4 separate regions of the Mus musculus genome follow, and regions 2, 3 and 4 are each linked to region 1. A link is a contact called in public promoter capture Hi-C data. All regions are on one chromosome and are shown on one strand. Each heading gives the region's core, a stretch centred on a gene start, on an enhancer-like site or on the middle of the called end of the contact. The rest is flanking DNA. Distances are from core to core; before and after follow the strand shown. Region 1 has its middle 8.9 kb from the start of Gm40122. Region 2 holds the start of 4933431E20Rik (RIKEN cDNA 4933431E20 gene). Region 3 overlaps Gm40121 (a long non-coding RNA gene). Region 4 holds the start of Ahcyl1 (S-adenosylhomocysteine hydrolase-like 1).

What was found. Promoter capture Hi-C pulls out the DNA fragments that hold promoters and counts their contacts.
Region 2: a contact with region 1 is called in a promoter capture Hi-C map of the HPC-7 cell line. The contact joins the promoter of 4933431E20Rik here to the enhancer-like site in region 1. A contact is called at or near these places in 19 of 39 promoter capture datasets (3T3-L1-derived adipocytes, the C10 cell line, the HPC-7 cell line and 12 more), 1 of 15 datasets of contacts at CTCF or cohesin (the NIH/3T3 cell line), 2 of 484 Hi-C or Micro-C datasets (the Patski cell line and bone marrow-derived macrophages), 1 of 115 datasets of contacts at active chromatin or transcription factors (forebrain) and 3 of 9 other capture datasets (adipose tissue, embryonic stem cells and liver).
Region 3: a promoter capture Hi-C map of cranial neural crest shows a contact between it and region 1. The contact joins two enhancer-like sites. A contact is called at or near these places in 13 of 39 promoter capture datasets (the 3T3-L1 cell line, the C10 cell line, the HPC-7 cell line and 8 more) and 4 of 484 Hi-C or Micro-C datasets (brown adipocytes, embryonic fibroblasts, embryonic stem cells and 1 more).
Region 4: a contact with region 1 is called in a promoter capture Hi-C map of the HPC-7 cell line. The contact joins the promoter of Ahcyl1 here to the enhancer-like site in region 1. A contact is called at or near these places in 19 of 39 promoter capture datasets (the 3T3-L1 cell line, the C10 cell line, the HPC-7 cell line and 13 more), 1 of 15 datasets of contacts at CTCF or cohesin (the NIH/3T3 cell line), 32 of 484 Hi-C or Micro-C datasets (B cells, the C2C12 cell line, CD4 T cells and 21 more), 9 of 115 datasets of contacts at active chromatin or transcription factors (bone marrow-derived macrophages, embryonic forebrain, embryonic hindbrain and 5 more) and 1 of 9 other capture datasets (adipose tissue).

Annotation. Positions count from the first base shown.
Region 1 is chr3:108,165,155-108,167,905 of GRCm38.p6, forward strand. No RefSeq gene overlaps it. Among named protein-coding and RNA genes, the nearest start is that of Gm40122, 8.9 kb to the right of the region's middle. Within about 2 kb of position 1,482, at least 99 of the 459 cell types and tissues checked have an H3K27ac peak or open chromatin away from gene starts, as enhancers often do. A contact at or near this core is called in the HPC-7 cell line, bone marrow, cerebellum and 9 more, where this site is marked.
Region 2 is chr3:107,894,870-107,897,663 of GRCm38.p6, forward strand. 4933431E20Rik (RIKEN cDNA 4933431E20 gene) reads right to left here and starts at 1,344. Exons shown (of 3, transcript NR_015459.1): 1 at 774-1,344. It overlaps Gstm5 (glutathione S-transferase, mu 5), which reads left to right and starts at 985. Exons shown (of 8, transcript NM_010360.2): 1 at 985-1,129; 2 at 1,429-1,504; 3 at 1,757-1,821; 4 at 2,419-2,500; 5 at 2,593-2,693. The coding sequence starts at 1,085.
Region 3 is chr3:107,738,357-107,741,348 of GRCm38.p6, forward strand. All of the region lies in intron 1 of Gm40121 (a long non-coding RNA gene), which reads left to right. Csf1 (colony stimulating factor 1 (macrophage)) reads right to left here. Exons shown (of 9, transcript NM_007778.4): 9 at 2,692-2,992. Among named protein-coding and RNA genes, the nearest start is that of Csf1, 21 kb to the right of the region's middle. Within about 2 kb of position 1,300, at least 182 of the 459 cell types and tissues checked have an H3K27ac peak or open chromatin away from gene starts, as enhancers often do.
Region 4 is chr3:107,695,115-107,697,814 of GRCm38.p6, forward strand. It overlaps Ahcyl1 (S-adenosylhomocysteine hydrolase-like 1), which reads right to left and starts at 1,446. Exons shown (of 17, transcript NM_145542.4): 1 at 1,044-1,446. The coding sequence starts at 1,163. Gm40121 (a long non-coding RNA gene) reads left to right here and starts at 1,111. Exons shown (of 3, transcript XR_003954675.1): 1 at 1,111-1,615.

The DNA.
Region 1 (2,751 bases), core at 232-2,731:
CCTCGGCTTCTGATGAATAGTTGAATCGAGACTGCTGGCCGGGGAATGTCGTTTCCTGTGTGCATTTTGATCTGAGCCAACAGCTATGGTCTTTGGGTAGCTCCTGGCGGGCTCCATCTGTGGCCCTGACGCTTCAAAGGCTCACTGCCTGGGCAGGTGGGATAGAAGATGAACGAAACTGGACACTTTGGTCTCTCCAAATGGGTCTCTTCTTGGAATCACAGCCAGACAGAAAGAGTGCCCAGGAGTCGGGGATGGCCCAAGAAAGGGATAAACATAATCAATTGGGTCTGATCGGTTTGTGTTTGAAGTTTCAAATGGTGCTAGGGCTGGCTGGCAATGTATACTCTTCAACCCAGGCTACCCCTAAAAACCACGGGGCCATATTGACTTGCTCTGAATTAGAGGCTGCAGAAATCCCAGGCCCCTCCCTCCAGAGCCTTCTTGGGGATCCTAAAATACCCCCTCCTCTTCTTCTGACTTTGCTCTCAGCTCCCCCAGTACTTAGAGAGCACAGCTCACTGGCCTGTTCAGCCCTCAAGGCAGCCCCGCCCACACACCCCTGCTCTTGCCTTGTGCCCTTCTGACCCCAACCATTCTCTTCCTGGTCCTGAAATTACACACCAGGCCCCTGGAGAGTCTCTGTGGCACCTCAGCTTCCCTAGTGGGGCATCTGATCCCACGCTTGGGGGCTGACCCTCCGAGCACAGAGCACAAGGCGTGGCCTGGTTCTTTTCCCTAAGCTTCCCGTTCTTTGGACTGACTGCCCCATTTTCTCGCCTTTTCTGCCTTTCTTATTTGGCTCTTTTGTTTCCCTCCTTCCTCCCTCCTCCTCTCTGGCTCCAGGCTTTGGGTCAGCTCTCCACTCTCCTCCTGTCTCTGCTTGAATGTACACCTTTTACTTCCTCCCCTGCACTGAGCACACTGAAGCGCTGGTCCCTGCCTCCCTGGATGAGGGAAGGAATAGCAGAGGGAGGCTGGGCCAGCGGCCAGACTTGCCTTTAGCCTCTGGCTTGGGTATCTGGGACCTGTGTCTGGGAGAGTCCTCGACAGAGCCTCAGGCCTATGGAGCTGGCGGGGACCAGGGTTGAAGACCACTGCACCAAGTGACTGCAAGCAGAGAATAGGATATGACAGCAAGCAAGGGGAAGCCATCTCTCTCTCTCTCTTTCTCTCTCTCTCTCTCTCTCTCTCTCTCACACACACACACACACACACGAGAGAGAGAGAGAGAGAGAGAGAGAGAAGGGGAGGGAGGGAGGGAGGGAGAGAGAGAGAGAGAGAGAGAGAGAGAGAGAGAGAGAGAGAGAGAGAGAGAGATTCTGTAGCCTCTACTTCTGCCTCCCTAGACAGAATTCTGGGCCAGAAACCCTCTCAATGGCCACTGGAGGGCCCTGTCTATTCCTCCAGGGTGCAGATGCAGGGGCCCAGGTGGCTGCCAGCAAAATGCAGCTGGGGACTGGAGTGGAAGCTGCACCCTCAGGAAACAGGCCACACTTTCACCCCAGCCAGTTCCCGGCCTAATTAGAGACCGGAACGGCATTGATCGTCCCTGGGCTCATTATGTCACAGCTGGGGAACAGCTGGCCAGTCTTTTCCAGGCCATTAGCTGCGCCATGAAGTGGAGAAAAGGCGGGGGGGGGGGGGGGGGGGGGGAGTGAGCGAGCAGGATCAATACCCTGTCTGTGTGTGGGGGAAACAGCTTGGTGGCTGCCTCCCCTGGCTCTCTGGGCTGTGTTTCTCTCAAAGGCTGCCTCCTGCGCACAAGCTTCGAGTTCACACGTGGAAACCCAGCTCTAACCATCTGGGAGCTTGGTGAGTGAGATAGACACACTTTGGGGCCAGTGCTGGCCCAGTTCTGGGGACCATTCCAACCTTCTCTCCCAGGGTAATGGGAGGGGAAAGACTCGTATTACCTACCCAGTCTCAAAGGGGACCTTAAAAGTCCAGGTCCTCTCCACTCCTGCAGCAAGATGACACCCAAGGCAGCTGCTTCTCTTGGCCCCTGGCCACTTCAGTGTGCCCCTGGGCTCAGTTGGGTTTGGTTTCCTGTGAGATGGGGAAATGACAGCTCTTCTGATCCTTAGGGAATAGGGGTGATGGAAGGAAGAGATGACAGCTCTCCCCTGCCCCCCACACCCCGTCCCTGGCCTGAGGCTCAGCTGGGTGACACCTGAGGCAAGCTACCTGACCCCAGGAGTTCGAGGGAGCCCAGAATTGCTTAGTAAACTGACTCTTTACTTTCAGAGTTTTAAAGTGTCAAACCTGGGGTGGGGGTGGGGGGAAACCTCTGAAAAATCATGGGCTTCTCTCTCATTTGATTTAGTGAGAGATGGTGAGGCTGAGTGTTGAGCTCTGCCGTGCCTGCCTGAGTCGTCTTCTGTCAGATGCTCCTTCCGGGCCTCAGCCACCCCTCGCAAGCATCCCACATTGAGTTTTCACGGAGCCCTGAGGTCTCCCAGGCTCATGTCCTCGAGTTTCTGGCAGAGGTGGGAGAGGAGTGTTCGCTTTTGCCCTTCTTCCCACACAGCACGGCCATGAGAAACCGCGAGAGTCCCTAGGCCTCTCAGAGCCCCAGCTGCTGCAGTGCCAGACAGCGGTTCTGCCCCTGTGAACAGAGGCCAGCTACATACAACCTCCTCTGCTCTCCGGACTGCTAGGACAGCCCCTGCAGAGTCCGTCGTGAATGAAGCACAGACAGGCAGACAGACAGACAGACAGTGGTCTGAATTCTAGACTTGAACTCTATCC
Region 2 (2,794 bases), core at 94-2,593, 270 kb before region 1:
GAGAGATGACTCAGCAGTTAAGAGCACCAACTGCTCTTCCAGAGGTCCTGAGTTCAATTCCCAGCAACCACAAGGTGGCTCACAACAGTCTATAGTGGGATCCAATGCCCTCTTCTGGTGTGACTGAAGAGAGAGAGCGACAGTATACTCACATATATAAAATGAATAAATAAATCTTTTTTAAAAGATGAGGTTACCCTTAGTGGAGTTGTGTTTTAAATGTAAGGTACTAAAACAAAAAAATAGAAGACATCTCAATAATTTTCATACTACATTCTGAAACAGTATATATTGGGCTACGTAAGTATACTATGGATTCATTGCCTCCTTAAAAAAAAAAAAACTAGAAGCAAACCATTTAAAAACAATCATATGTCTGTCTTGCATTATACTGCTAGTGAACATTATGATCTAGATCCTATACACTCCCCACAGAGCAGAGAGAAAACACTCACACCCTCTGTCTGTCTGGCTGTCCATACCCTTTGCAACCTGCCCCAAATGCTTAATGTTTTGACTCCTCCCATAAACCAGCCTAACTCGACAGCACCTGCTGTTTATCTTGCATAGCTATTTGTCACCTTTCGGTGTTTGCTCTACCCTCCTCTTTCCTGGAGTGTCCTTTGAGGCATTTCCAATGTGCATGACCTATCCTTTTTCACAGTGGACCTGTTTAGTGTCCCCAGCCTCCCTCAGTCTTCACAGAGCCATTTGTATCTTACATAGAAAATGTTTCTATCCCCAAAGTACCTTATACCTGAATCGTTTCCTACCTCGTAGTTTTATGTGCCAGCTCAACTGTGCAACATGACTCACGCTTCCCGGGTAACTAAGGTCCAGGCCCCCACTGCCAGAAGAGTAGATGAAGCATCAACAGCCCTGGGAGAAGTTCACACCGGAGGATTTCAGGAGCCGCAGCAGCTGCGCCTGCGCACCGCCCACTGACCACGCGGAGGGCGGGTGGAGCATAGAGCGAGAGAGGAGGAGACAGTTCGGTCGCGTCAGCCCGGCCCACAGCGTCCAGTATAAAGTTAGCCGCCCACAGTCCATCGCTGTATCCCCGAAGGGGCTAAGATCGCCCAAAATGTCATCCAAGTCTATGGTTCTGGGTTACTGGGATATCCGCGGGGTGAGTGGTCCCTCGCCAGCCCAGCCTCTGGGACAGAGAGGTGCAGGCGGCCGGGCGGGGGTCAGGGGCCGGTGGGCCGATCTCCAGCCTACCTATGGGGTCCCCAGGACTGTGGGTAGAGGAATAAGGTACTGGAAGTTCCCGGGCGTGAGCGAAGGGGCTGCCTAAGGACAATTTCCCTGGACAGGACGCAGGAGCTTGGCAGCGTTGGGTTGGGGACATTGACGGAGGGGGCCTGCGAGCAAGTGGGCACTGCGCAGGCGCGCTGACCGGGGTCTTTCTCCATCCCCTGCTTTTAGCTGGCTCATGCTATCCGCATGCTTCTGGAGTTTACTGATACCAGCTATGAGGAGAAACGGTACATCTGTGGGGAAGGTAATGAATGTCTGTGGGTGCGCTACAGTTGTTTTTTACCCAGAGGGTTGTACCACACCAAGATGGTGTGGGACCCCCTGCTCCTGTAAGCTGGGAACTTTGCCAAGAGAGGCCCATAGAGTTATCTCTTGCTGTTCAGGCCCATCTTTGCAGAAACTCAAGGGTTAGTTTTTGGGGATTGGGAACTTGAGATAACAGGTCTAAGTCTCAGCTAGGTCGGTAACGGGCTTGGGTCCCACTTCTCTCTTACAGCTCCTGACTATGATAGAAGCCAATGGCTGGACGTGAAATTCAAGCTAGATCTGGACTTTCCTAACGTAGGTGGTTTTGGAGGAGTGGGCAGAAGGGAAGGCCTTCAAGTGTATCTGTTTTCACTTCATCTCTGGCTTGGGAGCATCTAGATAGAGACTCTTCACGTTTATAGAATGGATAGAATTCAAGGGTCATTGAACAGAACTGAGAATAACATTTTATTTCCTACTAACGTCTGAGAAACACTAATATTCTCCTCTTAAAGGCAGGCTATAAGAGACATGAGTTGATAGCCAGGTCTGTGACTTTATCACTGATAGATTCCAGGTATTTTCATGGTATCCTAAATGTATCCTCATGTGTCCTGGTTGTTAAAACACCTATTTTTTTTTTAAATGTATCCATAATCACCCTACTTTTACATACTTTAAGGTATAAAATATTTACATTTTGCTTTTTAAACGTCTATATGCCACACATACATTCACAGTGACACACAGGATTAAGCACCCTTGTCTAGAGTCAGGTGAGGACCCAGTGCTACTTTCTATTTATTTAGTTATTTCTCCTGGCTTCTACTCTCACACACCTTGCAAGTCTTCTCTTTTCCAGAGGAGTGGCGGTCCTGGAGGACTAGGTTCACATTAACTTTCCCCTTCTAGCTGCCCTACCTCATGGACGGGAAGAACAAGATCACCCAGAGTAACGCCATCCTGAGATACATCGCACGCAAGCACAACATGTGTGAGTGGGCTGAAGGGGATAGGAGGGAGGAGGCAGTTGGCTCACCTGGAGGTTGGCAATCCTGAGGGTGATTTGTTGCCATCTGGCTGCAGGTGGTGACACTGAAGAAGAAAAGATACGAGTAGACATCATGGAGAACCAGATCATGGACTTCCGCATGCAGCTGGTTCGCCTCTGCTACAATTCTAACCACGTAAGTTTCCTCATCTGGAATCACCTTTGTTGGGTTTCAGGCCAAAGTGCTAAGGATTATTCTGCTCGCTTCTATGGTTGCCATCTTTCTATCAACCCAAA
Region 3 (2,992 bases), core at 50-2,549, 430 kb before region 1:
TGCATGTGTATGTGTGTGTGCATGTGTGTGTTTATGAGACAGACAGATGAGAGAGAGAGAGAGAGAGAGAGAGAGAGAGAGAGAGAGAGAGAGAACGAGAACATGTGTGTAGGTCCAAGTACAACTTGCAGAAGTTGGTTCCCAGGGATCCGACTCAGGTTGTCAGGTTGAACTAACCAAAATCTTAGCTCTCTCTATATTTCAATTTTTCCCTTAAAAGGAGCAAGTTGTATATGGGTGGATTAAGTGATTTGCAGGCAAGAAAGATTGATAAAAGCAACTTGTTTACCAATATTGCCTTCACCGTGTCTTTCTTCCCTCTTCTTGCTGTTTCCAGTGAGGATACTTGAGGATGCTTAAGGATGCTCTTTTCTGTAGCACTAGGTTTCCCCTGAGCTCAGTCTGCAGCACTGTGCTCTGTGTTTCTCCCTTCAGCTCAGCAGCCTCTGTTCAGGCTACTTGCCACTTGAGGCAGAGTTCTTCCATAACTCCCAGTCTCTTTGCAGCAGCATCACCAAAAGATGTGCTGGGATGTTCTTTGATTTCAGAGTTGGAGTCAGAACAGAAAAAGAAAGCTGAAGGAGGAGGTTTCTTGGATATATTGGGATCCTTAAATTTTTTCTTCTTGCAGTACTGGAGACCAAACCCAGCACCTTGTGCATGCTAAACAGGTGCTTACCACTGACCTACAACCTCAGCCTTCCCATGTAAGAGGCCCTCATCTCTCCCCTCCCTCCCACCCTTCATCCTCCCCTCTCTCCCTTCTTTCTCCCCCCCCCTCTTTTTTTTTTTTTTTTTTTTTTTTTGCCCCTCCCGTCTCTCTTCAATGTTTTGAACTCACTAATGCAGCCTAGACTGGCCTTGAACTTGTGATCCTCCTGATTCAGCGTCCTCAGCTGGATTACAGGCATGCATCACCATGCCCAGATCCTAGTTTTCATGTCTCCTTCCTGCTGGCCTTGCGATATCTTCAGATTTTTCTTCTCTTTGGAGAACATGCTTGCACTTTGGTGACAAAAGCATAGGGTGTTTCTTCTTGCACTCCCCCTGGTGACTTTGCATTATGACATTTGTCCTTGCTTTGCAGGGTCCTTTGTCTTTGTTGTTTCTTCCCTGAGAAGGCACTGAGCCCACTCTTCACTTGCAGCCCTGTGTCCCTGGGACTCAGTGTACTGCAGTGGCTGTTATCCATAACCTCCTCAGACTTCCAACTACCAGGCATGGTGCTGAGAGCCTGGACTCTAAACAGAGCCATGGGGATCGGCCTGTGGGATTTTCTGTGGTCTGTGGCAGCTGAGGTGGAGAGAGCCAGTCACTCTATGTTCAGGAGCTGGCATGAACTACTCTGCTCCCTCAGCAATTCCAGCATCCAGGACAGCAGAGTCTGGTCACCCGCTACCCTCAACAAACTAAAAAGGAAACCCAAGGAACAAATGTGCTTCACTGACAGAGGGGCCTGCCCTGGGAAATCGGGACTTTCCTCCAGAGCTGCAAAGTCACTACACTCCTCTACTAACTTTAGGGCCTTCTATAAGGGGCCATGGGACACCCACCAGTGTCCCCTCTACCCTCTTGCAGAGGCCCACGGTCTGCAAGAGGTTAACCTCAGGTTTCTTCCTAGTTGCTTCTGATTCATTTTCCTGCCTCTGGCCGGATAGAGGTTTAGAGGTTTGGCTGAGCCCTGCTGCTCAGATCTCTAAGCTAGAGTTCTTAACTCTGCCTGTGAAACAGTAATGGAGGGCATCTTACCCTCCAGCATTCTATCAGCTCCGCCCACCAGCCATACATCTCTATTACACAACATCAGATGGTTCACCTAGGGTAGAACTCCAGCTCTGTCACTTAGCTGGCAGAACAGTCAGGCCCTGATGGCCCAGCATGTGTCCAGAGGCTCACACTTAAATCACTGAGGTGTCTTGATAATTCTGGCACCTGGTACCTGAGCCTCACCCTGAGATTCTGATTGTGTAGTAGGGCAGGATTTAGATATCAGGATTTTTGGAAACAACCCAGATAATTCGACATTAAGTCAGGGTTGGGCACTTCTCTTCTAAAACTTTGTCCATTATATTGCCTGAAACAGGAAAGCCCCTGTTGTCTAAGTTTTGCCAGGGGTGGGGGCTGGGGGGTATTTGTGCCTACCAGGACCTTTACCTGCTCTGGTCCACTCTGACACATCTCCCCAGGGAAGTCCCTATCTTTGGTTTCCCTCTACTAATAGGAAGAACGAACAGGTCTAATACCTCTCTGCAATCGCAGCTTCTCTCCTTACTAGGCTTGTTCACTTTCCAGCCTACTAGCACCTAAATACATCAGCACCCTAATGGACCTGCCCTCTCTCCCTCCCCTGGACAGCAGGGATCTGTGGTCCTGGAGATGGATTCCTCCTTTCAGACCCCTGGGGCCCTTGGAAAGAGCCCAACCAGCCATTTTCCCAGGCTGGGCTGGGTTGGGCTTGAGGTGGTGTGGTGGGGGTAGCAGCCAGGCCTGAGGTTTTGGCTGCTTTCTGTCCTTTTCCTATTAAACAGATATGCAGATGAATGCCTTTGGACATCAATAGTACAGAAGGCTTTAGAAACAAGACTGGAATCGGGAGAAAGCTTTCTCCATGCACCTTGAAAAAAATCTCTGAGCTGGCTCCCTCCCACCTACTGTTGTTGCCCACGCCCCAAAAACAAGTTTTCCCATGACTCACACGTGGCAGCTTGTGCACTTCTTTTATTATTAAATATAAAAGCAGCTTCCTATTTTTTAAATAGATATTTAAATGACCTTATATAAAATAATTCACCACTTCCAAGTATAAAAAACGCAGTCTCACAGTTTGTGAGGCAGTGCTCCCTCTGAGCTTTCTCAGAGGAGAGAAGGGTTCCTAATGCACACAGGGGCGGCTCCAAAGGTGGATTTGAGGCTCCCCTGCTCCGATGTAACCAGGCACCCACAAAGAGCTTCTTGCAATGGGTTGGATTTTCTCTTCTGTCTTTAATAATAT
Region 4 (2,700 bases), core at 196-2,695, 470 kb before region 1:
TCTGCAAACCTTGCTCAGCTGAATCTATATCATCCTTGAACCCTACAAATACTGTAGGCAGGATTGATTGTGAAGAGACTTTATACAAGAGGAAACTATTTCAGAAAGGTCACCTCCTTGTTCCACTGCTAATTGGGTACCAGGTTAGAGGAAGGGTCAGCAAAGGTTCGACAGAAAGCACTGGAGACCCCGACCCTACCACTGAGAGAGCTAGTTAGACTCAGCCCTCCATAGATCACCTTTTCCAAGAGCCATAGAAGGATGTCCTTTGAGCTCAACCCCCAGCACAATAGGCTGAACTTGTAAGTGCAGTAAAGAATGAGCAATCATTTCTTCCCACCCACCTCCCCAACCCACCCAAGCTCCTTTCTGGAGGGATGTCTAAGTGATCTATTCACATGACTGCGATCAACCTGCATCCATGACAGTGTCTACTGTCACCAACCTCTAAATTTTCCTTTCTCACATACTTCCTAGCAGGTGGAAGACTGCACGGCGATTACCATTTTGCCTTTCCATCTCTTGTTGCTTTTAGAACCGTCAGCTGCATAAACCAGTTCATACGATTCTTTCCTCTTGCCTCTAAGCGATCACGCAGTTGTTGGTCGAACGGCCAATTCTCCCCCAAGAAGATGCTTTGAAAAAGAGCTGCCTGATTTCCCCCACTCACCTGAGGGGAAATTTCCTGCACAACCTCATCCCCTGGACAGGTCACAGGGGTCAGCTGAGTCGCTCACCCCCTCCCAATCTCGTCTTCAAGGCCCTCCATCCAGGAAAAGTCAGTCGCGAATTTAAGGCCTGGCCCTGTCGGGCTTCAGTAAGATCCAGGAGGACTCCGGCCGAGGGACAAAGAAAAGCGAGGTCAGAGCGGCCTCTTTGGCTCCAGCTAGGCCCATCGCCGCTCACCGGCCACCCACTACATCGTGTCAATGGTCCTGAGCACCCCAAACCCTAGCCCTAAGTCCCGAACTACCCGAGTCCGGGCCCGGGGCTTGCTCGCGCCCCTTCCTCGAGGGCCCTCGCCGCCACCCAGAGCCCCGCACCTTCTTGGGAGCCTTGGTGACCGTGGCCATGAAGGAGTACTTCTCGGCGTCCTCGATCTCCTTGGCCTGTTTCAGCTCCTCCCCGACACCGGGCAGCGGCATCGCGTCAGGCATCGACATCCCCCGGCCGGCCCGGCCCGCGGCTAACCCGCCGCCCCCGCCTCTTTCCCTCACGGGCGCCCGCCCGTCCGCGCGGCGCCCTCGGCCACGCGCTCGCCCGCCTTCCCGCCAGGCCCCGCGCCGAGCTGCTTGGGCTTCCGAAGGGCTGGGACCCGCGCGCGCGCGCCTCGTCGGCTCCGAGACCGGAGCCTGCCGGACAGCGACGGCGGCCACAGAACCAGAAGCAACAGCACGCAGCTCCGACCTGCCCGCGCAGCCACCTCCGCCACACGCAAGCACGCACGCAAAGTAAGGGTAGAGGGCGGAGACGCCACGTCAAGTACTGGCAGCCCCAAGGAGAGGGGGGCGGAAAGAGGCGGGGACAAATGGCGCGCTCTGGTGACGTCAACATGCTGGGCCGGGCCGCAGGAATCGCCCCTCCTTTCCTGCGCCTCGGTGATGAACGTCCCAGGGTGAGTAGTTGAACCTTGTCTGCCGCCAGGTGGTGCCATCAGCCCTATTGAGCCGAGTGTGACTCCTATAAAGATGCCACAAGACTAAGGGTCTTTGGACTACCAACTCCCCAGGAAACCTCAGCATGGGGAGGTGGCAGAGCATCGGGGATCGGGAAGATGGCATATCAAGAGCGATGCTTGGGAGCATAAACCAGAGTCCCACCGGACACATTTTACCCGGCCCTTTTTGGGAAAATTCAGTGTTAGAGACAGCCTACTCCCGGCCCACACCCTGGGCCCTTTGGGCCAGAAGTCCATTTCCAGGGGACAGTGTTTGCTTTTTTACTTCACAGGGGTGCAGAACAAGCTGAGAGCAGTCTGGTTTCTACACAACCCTTTATGACCTCCATCACCATCTCCTCCTGGGCCTTGTCTGTTTACAAGACCTTCAGGCTGCAGTGCTGATGTGAAGAGGTCATTAAGATAAGGTTGATGGGTTGGTCAGAGGGCAGAGAACAGGGCAGATTGAGAAAAAGTCCCAGCCAAATGGGTTCTCCTGCTCCATGCTCTCTAGGCAGTAGGCTCTCCCTGCCAGCTCCACTCTCAGTGAGTGTAGTGCAGAACGTTCAGTTTGGACTCGCACAGTTTCTGGATTCTACTGTGTACAGCCCCCGTATAAAGGCCCTGGGATGGTAGAGGTGCATGTGGCATATTTATGTTTTCCAAGAACCCATCCATTTGGGAAGGGAAAGCCTATTCGTAAGCTGGGGTCAACTGCGGTATCTTATCCTTTGAGAGTCATTCAAATGACATTGGCTCCAATTCCTATGTCCTGTGGAAAGTACAATGTTGTCCCCAGGATTTCTGTGAATTACTGAGGGGACTTAGGTTTTCATGGTCATCTCTGGCTCTAGTTTGCTGCCTCATCTGAAACATTACTCACTATTCCAGTCTTACAACTGTTTCTTTAGCTCTTGTAGTCACATCAGCCCCTTTCTCTTTCCAACTCTTACTCCTAAACCACAAAAAATGAGGCTATAACATGTAGCAGAACTTTTAATGAAGGTTTGTTGGTCAAAGGGGAGAGGTTACATCACATAGCA